2 separate regions of the Zea mays genome follow, and region 2 is linked to region 1. The links are chromatin contacts, called in public Hi-C maps. All regions are on one chromosome and are shown on one strand. The core of a region is the stretch at or near the end of the contact, and the rest is flanking DNA. Distances in the headings are between cores, read along the strand shown.

Region 1 (5,877 bases), core at 2,218-4,717:
TTTTGCTCTTACCAGCTCCAGGAAACTACTTAGATTTCAACTTGAAGGCTTTACATATCTGTTTTTGTTCCCAGCGTTTTAACATACGAAGTCATCAGGAGTTTCGGTCCTGGTGTGTTTGTCCTGACTCCTGAAGTTATTTTGGATTCTCTACCCTGCACTCCTATAGCTAAGCCCCCTCCTATTTGAAGCCCGGTGACTTCAAACTGATTTAGATTTTTGCTGACATGTTACTGGAACTCCTTGATTGGTAAGCAAGTTGATAATGGAATATCATGTTGATATGATATAGTGATCAGGGTCACCCATAATCATCTGCCTTATTTTTTTTATACATTTGTACTCCTTTTTAAATATATGTCATTTATACAACAAGATAATCAATTCATTTTTGAACTATTTAGCTTGTCCTAAACATTATATATTTAAAAGCAGAGTAATAGTTGATATTTGTAAATTTTAAGAGGAGTATAACTGTTTAATATGTCTATTCTTGATACATGTCACAATCTAGCTGATATTTGCTAGTTAATACCTGTAGTTTGATTTTGTAATATTCAACTTGAGTGGTTAAGAGCAAGTGCTCAGTACCCTGCATATGCAAAATGCCAAAGAAGCATTTTTGCAAGAACCATGAAGTATTTCCTTTTTTTCAAAGAAAAATGGAAAAATATGACACTGTACAAGTTTGATAATGTATCCTTCAGAAAAATAAAAGGTTATGTTTCTCACATCTCATATATCTTTTATTTGAAAACAAGGATACGAATTCGAACCTGTTCTGCCCCTTGCAACTGGGAACACCTTTCCTTCTGATAAGTGGATCTGCCAGAAACATGTGCCATGCATTTTATCTGTCTCCTGTACACCACTAACATAAGTGATGTGTCATCTCATTGTAGTTTTCGGGTTTATTTTTTCTTGGTAGTGTGAACTTGATTTTTCTAGTAACATCTCAATGGACATTACTAGAGTTTATGGATGGAGCACGTTAGGGGGTGGGAGTAATAGAAAGTGGAGCAGAAAGGGAAAAGGAAAAAACCATATTCCCATCCTCAGTTATTCATTATTTTATTGGAGGCACCCTATGAAAGTATGGTTGTCCAGGTGGTTAAGCACTAGCCGTTTATTCAATTAAAAGATGTGTATGGTTAATTTGTTGCATATCAGTTTCACTAAAGTAGATGATTACAAAATTCCCAATGCATGCCACTTATCATCACCTTTTATTTCCCTTATCGCACTAACATTACTTTTTCCTTGCGTGCTTGACCTGCGAGGCTAACTACTAATGTGCAAAACTAGCTTTCTTATTGAATTCTAGTGTGGATTCGTTTTTTACCAAATTGTACCATGATTCCCGTCTACTTGAATCCTCTCCTTTACTTGAGTTTTTTTTGTTGTTATTTTGACTTCCATTCATAATGTGACATTTCTACTTTCTCTGTTGCTATGTACTCTGAAATCAATTTCATTTGGGGGAACAAAATGAAAAGATGATTATAAAGATAGATGATTGGAATTTTACAGAAACCCATCTGAACTTGGGCTGAGAAAAAAATTGGAGCTAGTCCTTTGCCAACAGCTTTTTTTGCTGGATCAGACTATGGCACCTTTTCACATTGAGACTTGGTGGCTCCTGAGAGCTCTCTTCTCTTTCCTAATACCATGACCTGCAAGTTGCCAAGTTGGTACAATGGAATAATACATTTTTTTTATAAAGGCAGGCAACTCTATCAGTGCACTAATTTGGTACTCGTTTGGTTTCTTTTGGGGTTAGTAGTTGTTACTTGAGGCCATCAACCAGCCGATCCACTTGTACAAAACAACATTCACTGGTTTTTACGGATGGGTTAAAAGCGAACTATATTTTTAGCTGGGTCAGCTTAATGTTCACCTTAACAATGGTTTCTCTGGATTGAAACTCTAAAATCGTTCCAAGTTAAGACCATCTATATCAATATAAAATTTATTCTTGGCTTCATGCCCAACAGGAGTCCCACGGAATAGCTAATTATTCTGAGTAAACAGACATAGCACCTTTGCCCTTGTGTTACATAGCATCAAGGACAAATTGAGATGATCTTGTCTTGCACACTAGATAGATACATAGAAATCATGCATAGAGCCATAGGCCTCCAATTCTAAGCGGGAGATAAATATCCAGATCCATGCTAAAGCTTGTGTCAACAAAAGCACTTCACTTCTGCTAGGATGGTGTATAACTTAGTAATCAGACCCAATATATATGGTATCAGAAGCAGGGGTCAGCTCCTTCACTATATAACCAAATTGTGGTGCCATCTTGATCTCATCGTCAAGCTTCCAGCAGACCTCTGGGTAGTATTCCCAGACGGTAGGTGGTGGCAGAGGGGTGGCAAGGCTGCTGCACACATTTTCGTTCCCTCCAACAAAGCCCACCTCCGAGGGCACCTCTGGCGCCTCAATTTCCATCCATATCTGGTCCATGGGATAGCCATCCATGTCCGGATGGGTGCCCTTCAGGATGCTTGTGATGCAGCCACTGCCACCATGAAGCTCCTGTCCCTTAACTCCAATGATTGATGGAGTATCTGGGTAGCCTGACTGGTAACTCAGTGAAGATGAGGATGATGATGGAGACATGTTCCTCTTCCTCTCCTGTGCTTTCTTCCTCATGTGTGTCCTCCAGTAGTTCTTGATCTCATTGTCAGTGCGCCCTGGCAAGCGCCGTGCTATCCTGGACCACCTGTTTAGGAGAAGTTATTGGACATGTCAATCAAATTTTAGAGAAAACAGTCATTTTGTTCTTTTGATTGTCTTTTGGTGATCAGACCTGTTTCCCCACCGAGCGTGCAGCTCAAGGATGAGGCGCTCTTCATGGGGAGACATGCGCCCACGCTTGAGGCCAGGGTGGAGGTAGTTGACCCACCGCAGCCGGCAGCTCTTGCCTGTCCGGTTGAGTCCTGCATGAATGAAGATACAGAAAGGGAGAGGGGAAGCAAGAATAGAGTCGGTTAGAGAGGTTGATACTTGCTTTTGCGACTTAGCGCGATGACTTCAATTTAGCTACCTAATTTGTGGATCCCCACCCCTCAAACCTGATACTTTGGCAATGAAATCCCAACGACGTTCACCGAACAGACGGACAGTGCATACCAGTTGCAGGTCCTCCTGCTCTGTCCATGGCCCCTTGCGAGTCTCCTCTCTCACTGTCACCATATCGCCTATGCGATATGATGAAACTAACGCTGCTCACTCCTACCTTGTATCGGCTGGGAGCCGGTCTTCTTGCTCTTCTTTCTCTGTGTGCTTGTTGGCTCCAGTTTCAGGATTATCTTGTTGAAATCCAGTCTGTTTGTGAGGAAGAGGAGAGGAAGAAGAAAGCTAGTACAGAGAAGAGTATGCCACTTTGTCTTAGTTGCCTACTGGTTTGGTGGCTTACTGGCTTTTGCCTCTCATTTATAGGTAAGAGGGGGAGGTCTTGGTGGCCAGGTGATATGGTGGGTGTGATTTGGAGCTCCCTAAAGATCCTATATTCCACCATTTGGGTTGCCCTCAGATTCTAACTGATAAAGTAGCTTTTTTAATTGGCTCATGTTGCGCATATTGTATTGCAAAATCATAGGTGTGCATGTTAGGACATCAGCTTTATTGACGTCTGGAATTTGCAGAGGTATATTCTTGCTTTTTGTTAATAAACTACAGTATACAATAAAAGTTAATTTATTTGTTTACCGTTCATGTATTTTGAGATTATTGTCCCCATATGTCTTATTCATAAATCTACCTGAAACTTAGCTTTGAATTTCTTCATAAATCTTTGCTATGGTGAGGTCACTCTGGTAGAAGCTTTTATGCGTATTAAAAGGCTACTACCTCCGTTCCAAATTAACTTTGATTATACTTCACTTTATTTTTGCCCTGAAGTAAACTTTCTCTGACTTTGGCCAAATTTTTACAAAAATCTACAAGTTGAAGTAGATGCACTGTCAAAACATATTTTATGAAGAATTTAATGAACTAATTTGATACTGTAGATGTTGATGTATCTTTCCATAAATATGGTTAAAGTTAGAGAAGTTTTGATGGACAATATTTTGTACGGAGTACAGTGTACTAGTACATACTTTTACTGGCTAGTTAATCCAGTTACTACTAACACTGTATTGGACCAGTATACAGTTAAAGGGCACTCGCCGTGTAGTTGAGGGTAAACTTTTTTTTTTTGGTTTCATCAGACGAAGACATTTTTTTTCTGCCTGAGTAGTTCTTAAAGTCTGTATCACTGGTTGAAGCAAATACGGCAGAATTTTCTACTTTTGATATACTAGCGTTTCAATAATATGATGCTTTCTGAAGGTATATGCTTGTTCCTTCTTTTATTTTCTTTTTTTCCGATTGGATGTGTGTTTTTATTTTTGCTTCTCGACAAAAGAAAAGTGACTGTGCTTATCAACTTTTTGGTGCTTTGGTTGATGAAACACTACGCGTGGGTTAACTAGGAATACCATCTTATTTCTATTTATCAATCAGACACATGGTACATCTACTATGAAAGCAGATAGATACATAAAGCGCTTCAGATGCTATACATTCATTTTCTCTTGGGAACCATATTTTCCCAAGGGTTTTTCGTTTCCCCAAGAGAAATTAGTTCATTTTCCTTTGAGAAATTAGTTCATTTTCCTTTAGGAAATTGAAAATCCCATGGGAAAATGTGGTTGCCAAACTAGCCCTCACTCAGTGTTTTTGCCGGCATGAAGTTGCAACTTGGCAGTCATCATGTAACCGAGTTCTCATGCTGTCCAATTTGGAAGATACTTGCTCATATATAATCGCCTGAGATGTGTTGGTTGCAACTCAATAAAACATACCGTGTGAAAAAATTGGGTTACTAAGGAGGGTTTTGGTTCCCACCTCCGAAACTTTAGTGACTAAAGTTTAATCACTTTTAGTCTCTAATACCAAACATGGTGACTAAAATAGGTCTTTCAAATAGGGTTTCTAGTGACTAAAATTTAGTCCCTAAAGTTTAGAATGGTGTCTAAACTGTAAGGCACACATGTAACTGACATATTTTACCTTCACTGGGCTGAACACTGGAAGTCAGTAAGGTCTTGTTCAGTAAGGTCTTGTTCGTTTTATATCTAAACCATGTGGATTAAGGGGTATTGAAGTGGATTGAGATGGGTTTTGACTAGCAGTGGACTTATTCCCCCTCAACCCTCATGGATTTGGGACAACGAACGGCCTAATGCATAACATAAACCTGTGTTGTTTGAATATGACCGGCTTTGTGTTGTTCGAATACGATCGGTTTTGTCATATTTACAATGAAATTTCACCTTTCGGTCCTAATACTGCTGGTGTATCCTTGAAATTCAAGTGGCTGATTATACTATTGAGAAAACGGGGGCATCTTGGCAAAGTCGCCATCTGGTTTCTTCCACAAATTTTCCTCCTTCCTGCTATCCTGACGCGAAAAGCACTAGCCTTTCTGCCACCCTTTATCATTGGCACAGAGGACTCCATCCCCCCTTTTGTGCCAGCCATTATCGGGGGCACAGGAAAAAGGATCTTACTAGTTTACTGCGCGCACACAGCCGCACAGAGAGGAAAGGGGCGGCCCTCGTCCCTCTAGAGCTGCTCGAGCCAGCGGCTGCCTCTGCCTCTGCCTGAGAGCAGAGTTTTTCTTTTTCCTGTGAACCTGCAGGGGTCCTGGTCCTCGGCTGACATTAGTTTTTTTATTTTTTTGGGTACAATGGCTCGCTCATCGTCGTTGCTCTGCTCGTACAGCTGGTCACAGGTGAAACGACGAGCGGGCAGCGTCTAAAGCATCATTTCATGGATCGTCCTCTTTGAACGTTCGGTGGTGTCAGGTCAGGCTGAAGCACA
Region 2 (5,877 bases), core at 2,337-4,836, 280 kb before region 1:
TCACGTGGTCTATAATAACTCTCCTCCGATGAACTCGCACTGCTGGTGATTTGCCTCACGAAGAGGTTCATCTTGATTATGAAGTTCCTAGCAATGCGCGCAATATCATTGTGCTGGGAATACAGAACAATGAATCTTTCGTTTTGGGAAATGACGGAGATCATTATTAAATGTGGGAGACAAATGTGTCGACGCCTATCTTGCCTCTATAGATTGCAAAGGGATCTAAAACAAAGTCCTAGGCATGAGTGCTTTAAGCTCTCTTATCGGTTCACTGATAAATGCAATCGAGGCTGAACCAATAATCGCAAAATGAAAGTCGCGAGCTTGAAGTTCGGACATTTATGGGCACTATTGAAATAATGTGTGGTGAATGCGATGGTTCAAGTGGTCTTGTGAAAGGTCCATCCCACATATATGTTGAATAAACAATGTTCCGCTATGTAATATATCTGGCAAATGGCATGAATTAAAATATGCAGTTAATAGGATTCTGAAGATCCGTCATGAGATCCTAGGAGGACCCATATCTTTGAATTATAAATATGCAACATATAAATATCGTACCAAATAATACATTCCTGACGAATGAACACTCTCCTATGTAGAGAGAATATCTCCTAGATGAGATTATAGTTCCTTAATGGAACCTTTCCAGAAGAAATAAAGTATGTGTTGAACACCAAAGTTTGATAACCCCTATTAAGGGATAAAGACACATACATACTCGAAAAGGAATAAGATGAGATAACAAAGGACTTGAAGTTCACCGAATAAGCACATGTGCATTTCACGATCTTTACTCATGGTATTTTCCACTAGATGTGGAATTACGGTATCCTCTAAAGCCCCGATGGCAGAAACCTATAAGGTTTAGGTGTTACTGGCAAAATATCCCCATTGTGCTAGAATGACAGACTATAACGATATATCTGATCGATGAAAAATCCCTGATGGATTACGATCTTTGATGGACTTTTGTTACACCATCATAGATGTTGCAATGGATGAACGCCTGGAGCGATGTGTCATATTTAGAATATGTACTATTGCAACTATATTATCCCCTAAAGTCCTATAGAAGGACATGTTACTTGTTTTGCACAACTATGTATAAAATGTGGTGTAAGATAGAAAACTATAGCACCCCAACCTCATCTATTCTCGTTATTCGAGATGAACAACGAGACATATATCTTGAAGAATATGCTTGAGTTATGAGGGATAACGACTTTGACAGATGTCATCGTCAGGGGGAGCGAATGCTTATATTGATCACAATCGTGAGACAATAAATGTCAAATTCTATGCCCTGAAGGCGTGAGCTTGATGATCAATATGTGAACCTTTATGGAACTTTCTATCAAATATATAGATCCAGTCGATCAAACACCATCAATCAAAGTGGCTTATTTATATTGATACGTGCACTTAACTCGTATATCCTAGAAATGAGTAGAGGTAAAGTTCCTGAAATAGTCCTTGCAAGGATATGCAATTCATTTGCTAAATCTTTATATGCATATACTTCCAAAAGAAGATGTTTTGCCTTATTGATACGGTTTTGCAAGGATCAGGGGGAGCACATTTATAAAGTTAGCCTTTATAGAAGATTCAATTGAATCTAGATATAGAAGATCGAAATATGTCCTGATGACAATTGTTGTACTCTTTTTCCTTTGTGAGTTTTCCTGAAGTTTCTCACATGAGGTTTGTAACGAGGCAACAAAGTGCAAATGCAATATGCGTCACCATGCGCTCTTTCTCCATATTTTCCCACTGGGTTTTTGGGAGTTTTAATGAGGCATGTGTTGGTCGCGGTATTCGCCCAAGGGGGAGTGTTGAGAAACCCTAATGAAGGGTTATGTGGGCAAATACCGAATATACCCCTGAGGGCAATCACGTCTTTATATATAGAACATGTATCCCCTCATATGGAATAGAGATCAGAAAGAGGCCAGAGGCTCAACCCTATATCCTGTGTCTCGTGTGTTTTCTTTGTCGTGCTTATGGAAAGGGAGACGGGTCATCTACAACTTCTTGCGTCTCTACTACTGACGGGAGGGAAGGGAGCGGATCTGGTGATCCGTGGTAACGTAGTTCTCAACACCGACAATTTCCCGTGGAATAGCTTTCTATATCTGTTTCTGCGATGTATTTTTTTTTTCTGCGGATAGCTTCACGAACGCTTGCTGCTTGCAATAAATATTTTTTCTTCATCTCCATTTTCTATGATGATAAATCTTCAACAGGAATCCCCATCCACGTTTAAATTATAATTAAGATATAAATTATTTATTATTAATCTAAAATATTTTCTCTTATACATCTATACTATACTTAAAGCACCAGTTTCAACGGTCGTCATGCGTCATTTTTTTACAAATAACCCCTCACAGCTATTTTAAATTAATCCGTTGCACGTCTATAGATGCCAAACGATGCCCAACATGGGCTAGATGCACGCGGGCCACAACTATGGCACATGCACGTCATGTCGGCCTGCTAACTGTGTCGGGCCAGACCGTTAGCCCGTTGATCCATTTAATTAAATCAGCGTAACGACGTCCGATACAGGCTAAATGCACGCGGGCCACAACTATGGCACAGGCACGTCATGCCGGCCTGCTAAAAAACGGTGCAGGAGGTGGGGTTCGAACCCATGCCCTGATGGAAGAAGGGCGGGAGACACTGGGTGAAACTGTCTAACCACTAGAACATCACGCTAAGATGTTTTTAATATTGAATATAAATTGTATATAGGTATATACGTTTTTTCTAAAATAAAAAATAATTGTGTCGGGCCGGGCCAGCACTACGGGCTGAGGCTACAGCCCAAACACGGCACGACGTTCTTTGCTCTTGCAAGTATTAGGTCGTTTCTGAGACCACATTGACGCAATGGACTATATGGTGTTTGAGGTTGCTGAATTGGATGGAGCAGCAATGATTTGTCACACTAACAGCAAAATGAAAGGTTATTTGTTGGTTTTAAACGTTAGTAATTGCTACGAAGTAGCGTAATTTATATGGAGCGCATCCAATTTTTATTGATGCTTGACTTTAGCAATCATTCCATATTTTGATCTATCTTTTTTATAAGTTTAATTTCATAGAACTTATTTTATAAACTTGATCGCATAAACTTTCTCTTATTTGGTCTCTGTATGATGGAATTATGTCATTTTATAATCTCTGTTCATTCAGTCAATTGTTGTAAATTCTCTTCTTATCGCTCACTTCATTGATCGTGTTGTACCAAGACATATTTGCATGAAGTAAACAATAACATCAGTTAATCAAATCAAAAAATATATTATACATAGAGCGAAGACAATTAATAAAAAATATTGAAATTTTTGTGATGGATAGTTTACGTGGGTATTGTTGTAAGCCGTCGCAACGCACGGGCAACCGACTAGTATTATTAGAAGTTTGTTGCTTGCACGTGCATGGGCTTGCTATACCTTTACGAACATGCATGCAGTGGCTTGGGCGGCTGCTGCGTCGTGCAAGGTGCACCTGAGGGTGGCCCACGAGAGGGAAATAGCTAGCGCCGCAAGTAGGAGGTCAGCCCAGGCGCGGAGATGGACGCGCGGGAGGCCCATGGCGCGCAGCAGCTCGCGACAGCAAGGGCTTGGGCGCTCTGCCCAGGACCCAGGTTGCATCGGAGAGAGGTATCATCTATGGCAACGGCCAACGGACAATTTCCGGTGGAATAGGTTTCCGTATCTGTTTCTGGGATGTAATTTTTTTCTGCGGGACCCTTACAAACGCTTGTAGCCAACATTTCTTCTCCATCTTTGTTTCTTACGTTGATAAATCTCCCACGAAAATTCTCATCTCCGTTTAAATTATAATTAAGATATACATTATTTGTTATTAATGTAAAATATTTTCACTTATACATATTGTTAGATATAAAAAATCATTATATGTACATTAAAATAAACATATTTACACAATAAGTGATCTCTTGATAATATAATTATTTATTTTTATCATTAACTAGTACATAAATATATCGTCTAAAATGACTTGTGTTGACGCCTTTTCGGAGCGCCAAATACTCAAGAAGAACCGGCGGCGGTGCTCTCTGGTCAGGCGCGGACGGTCCGCGGCACGGAGCCGGACGGTCCGCGACCTGGCGCGAGGCGGCGGTGCTCTCTGGTCAGGCGCGGACGGTCCGCGGCCTAGGGCCGGACGGTCCGCGTCCTGGTGCAGGAGCTTGGGTCCTCTGCCTGACGGCCGGACGGTCCGCGCCCTGAGGCCGGACGGTCCGCGCGTGCGCAGGGGCGGCGGAAGTCGCCGGCGGCGGAAGTCGCCGGCGGCGGCCTGGATCTCGCTCCCGGGAGGGACCCCGTCGGGGAGGAGAGATCCTAGGGGTTGTCTAGGCTTGGGCCGGCCGACCTAGACTCCTCCAATCGGCGTAGAGTCGAAGAGAGGCGAAGAATTTGGGGATTGAGAGGCTAAACCTAAACTAGACTAGAACTACTCCTAGGATAAAATGCGAATAAAAGTTGTATTGATTCGATTGTTGATGATTACAAATCGGCCGTATACCTCTCTATTTATAGAGGAGGGGGCTGGACCCTTTACAAACTAATTTCCGAGCTTATCCCATGATTTTAGCTAACAACCGTAGCACAAAACTCGGAACCCTAATCTGTTCTGCGCACGCGCGGACCGTCCGGCCCACAGGTGCGGACCGCGGACCGTCCGGCCTCAGGGCCGGACCGTCCGCGCGCTCAAATTGGTGCTCAACATATGCCCCCTGCCTTTTGGTGGAGCTGAGCGAACCAAAAGCAACTAACTCGATGTTATCACATCGGTTTTCTTAGGCATCTTGCCACTTACTAGGATGGTACGCAGTGGTCTTGGTCTCGGACGTGCGAACTGTTGGTCCCAACACCGTCGAGCATCATACTGATCCTGACCAATCCGTCACCTAGCTTTTCCTAATTTTCCAAGTGTTCTGGCGTAGCTTCGTAGTCGATCATGTCTTCTCCTTGCAGGTCATCTTCCTCCATGGGTGTCGGCACGTCGTTGCAGGTGTCATGGTTTATTGCGGATGAGTCGGCCTCAGGGGTCGGACGGTCCGCGCCCTGTACGGTTGGTCCGGTCTTTATAGCCGGACTGTCTGCTATACCTGCAAAGAGCTGCATAGTTGCTGTTTTATTTTCTGTCTTTATGGCCGTTTGATTTTCCTCAACGGCCTTTGGTCTCCATCTCTTTTGTGATGGCGGATACTGCGGATGTGTGTCATTGAATATTTTTTCCGCCTCCTTCTCCTGATTCTCCTTTGCTCTAAGGCGCTGCAATTTTCGCTTTTGCAATCGTGTCAATCCCGATGGGCACCATCGGGGCATGGAGTATTTTGGATCGGCTATTTTATTGACAGTCGTACTTTCTTTTTTGTTTGTGTTGGCCGATTCACCAAAAATCATTGGCCCTTCGTTATTTTGTTGTACGACGACATCTATCGTTCCTATTTTAATGACGTCTCCCTTTTTCGTACTGTTGGAGGTTGTAGCTGTATGCCCCCCTGCCGGATTAGTCAGCCTTTGGGGCCGAATTGTTCGGCAATCTTGCTGGGCCTGTGCTTGTGGACCAGATTGAGGGGCTCTCAATCGGTCTTGTACTGGAGGTGTCAACCTATTGAATACAGATGTTTGGGGTGTCCCCCAAGCGGGGTACTGTGGCATCCTAAGTGGGTATGGTGGCATGCCCCACATTTGATTTGGGACGTATGGTGGAGGTATGTATGTATATGAATATGGCATAGGTAGATATGGTGGTGGAGGTGTCCATGCAGGTATGTTAGGTCTTAATTGAATATTATGACCTCCCGTCCTTTCCGATTGGTGTGGTGGTCCA

What was found. Hi-C and Micro-C count contacts between places; a contact is called where the count stands out from the background.
Region 2: a contact with region 1 is called in a Hi-C map of leaf, with 5 times the contacts expected there. The contact joins the enhancer-like site here to the promoter of LOC100272660 in region 1. A contact is called at or near these places in 2 of 25 Hi-C or Micro-C datasets (leaf and tassel).

Annotation. Positions count from the first base shown.
Region 1 is chr3:128,789,729-128,795,605 of Zm-B73-REFERENCE-NAM-5.0, reverse strand. LOC100272660 (MYB transcription factor) reads right to left here and starts at 3,467. Exons shown (of 3, transcript NM_001147118.1): 1 at 3,081-3,467; 2 at 2,816-2,945; 3 at 1,955-2,728. The coding sequence starts at 3,201. The coding sequence ends at 2,227. It also overlaps a transcript of LOC100273435 not described here.
Region 2 is chr3:129,065,435-129,071,311 of Zm-B73-REFERENCE-NAM-5.0, reverse strand. No RefSeq gene overlaps it. Among protein-coding and RNA genes, the nearest start is that of LOC103650538, 26 kb to the right of the region's middle. Within about 2 kb of position 3,586, at least 14 of the 20 cell types and tissues checked have an H3K27ac peak or open chromatin away from gene starts, as enhancers often do. A contact at or near this core is called in leaf and tassel, where this site is marked.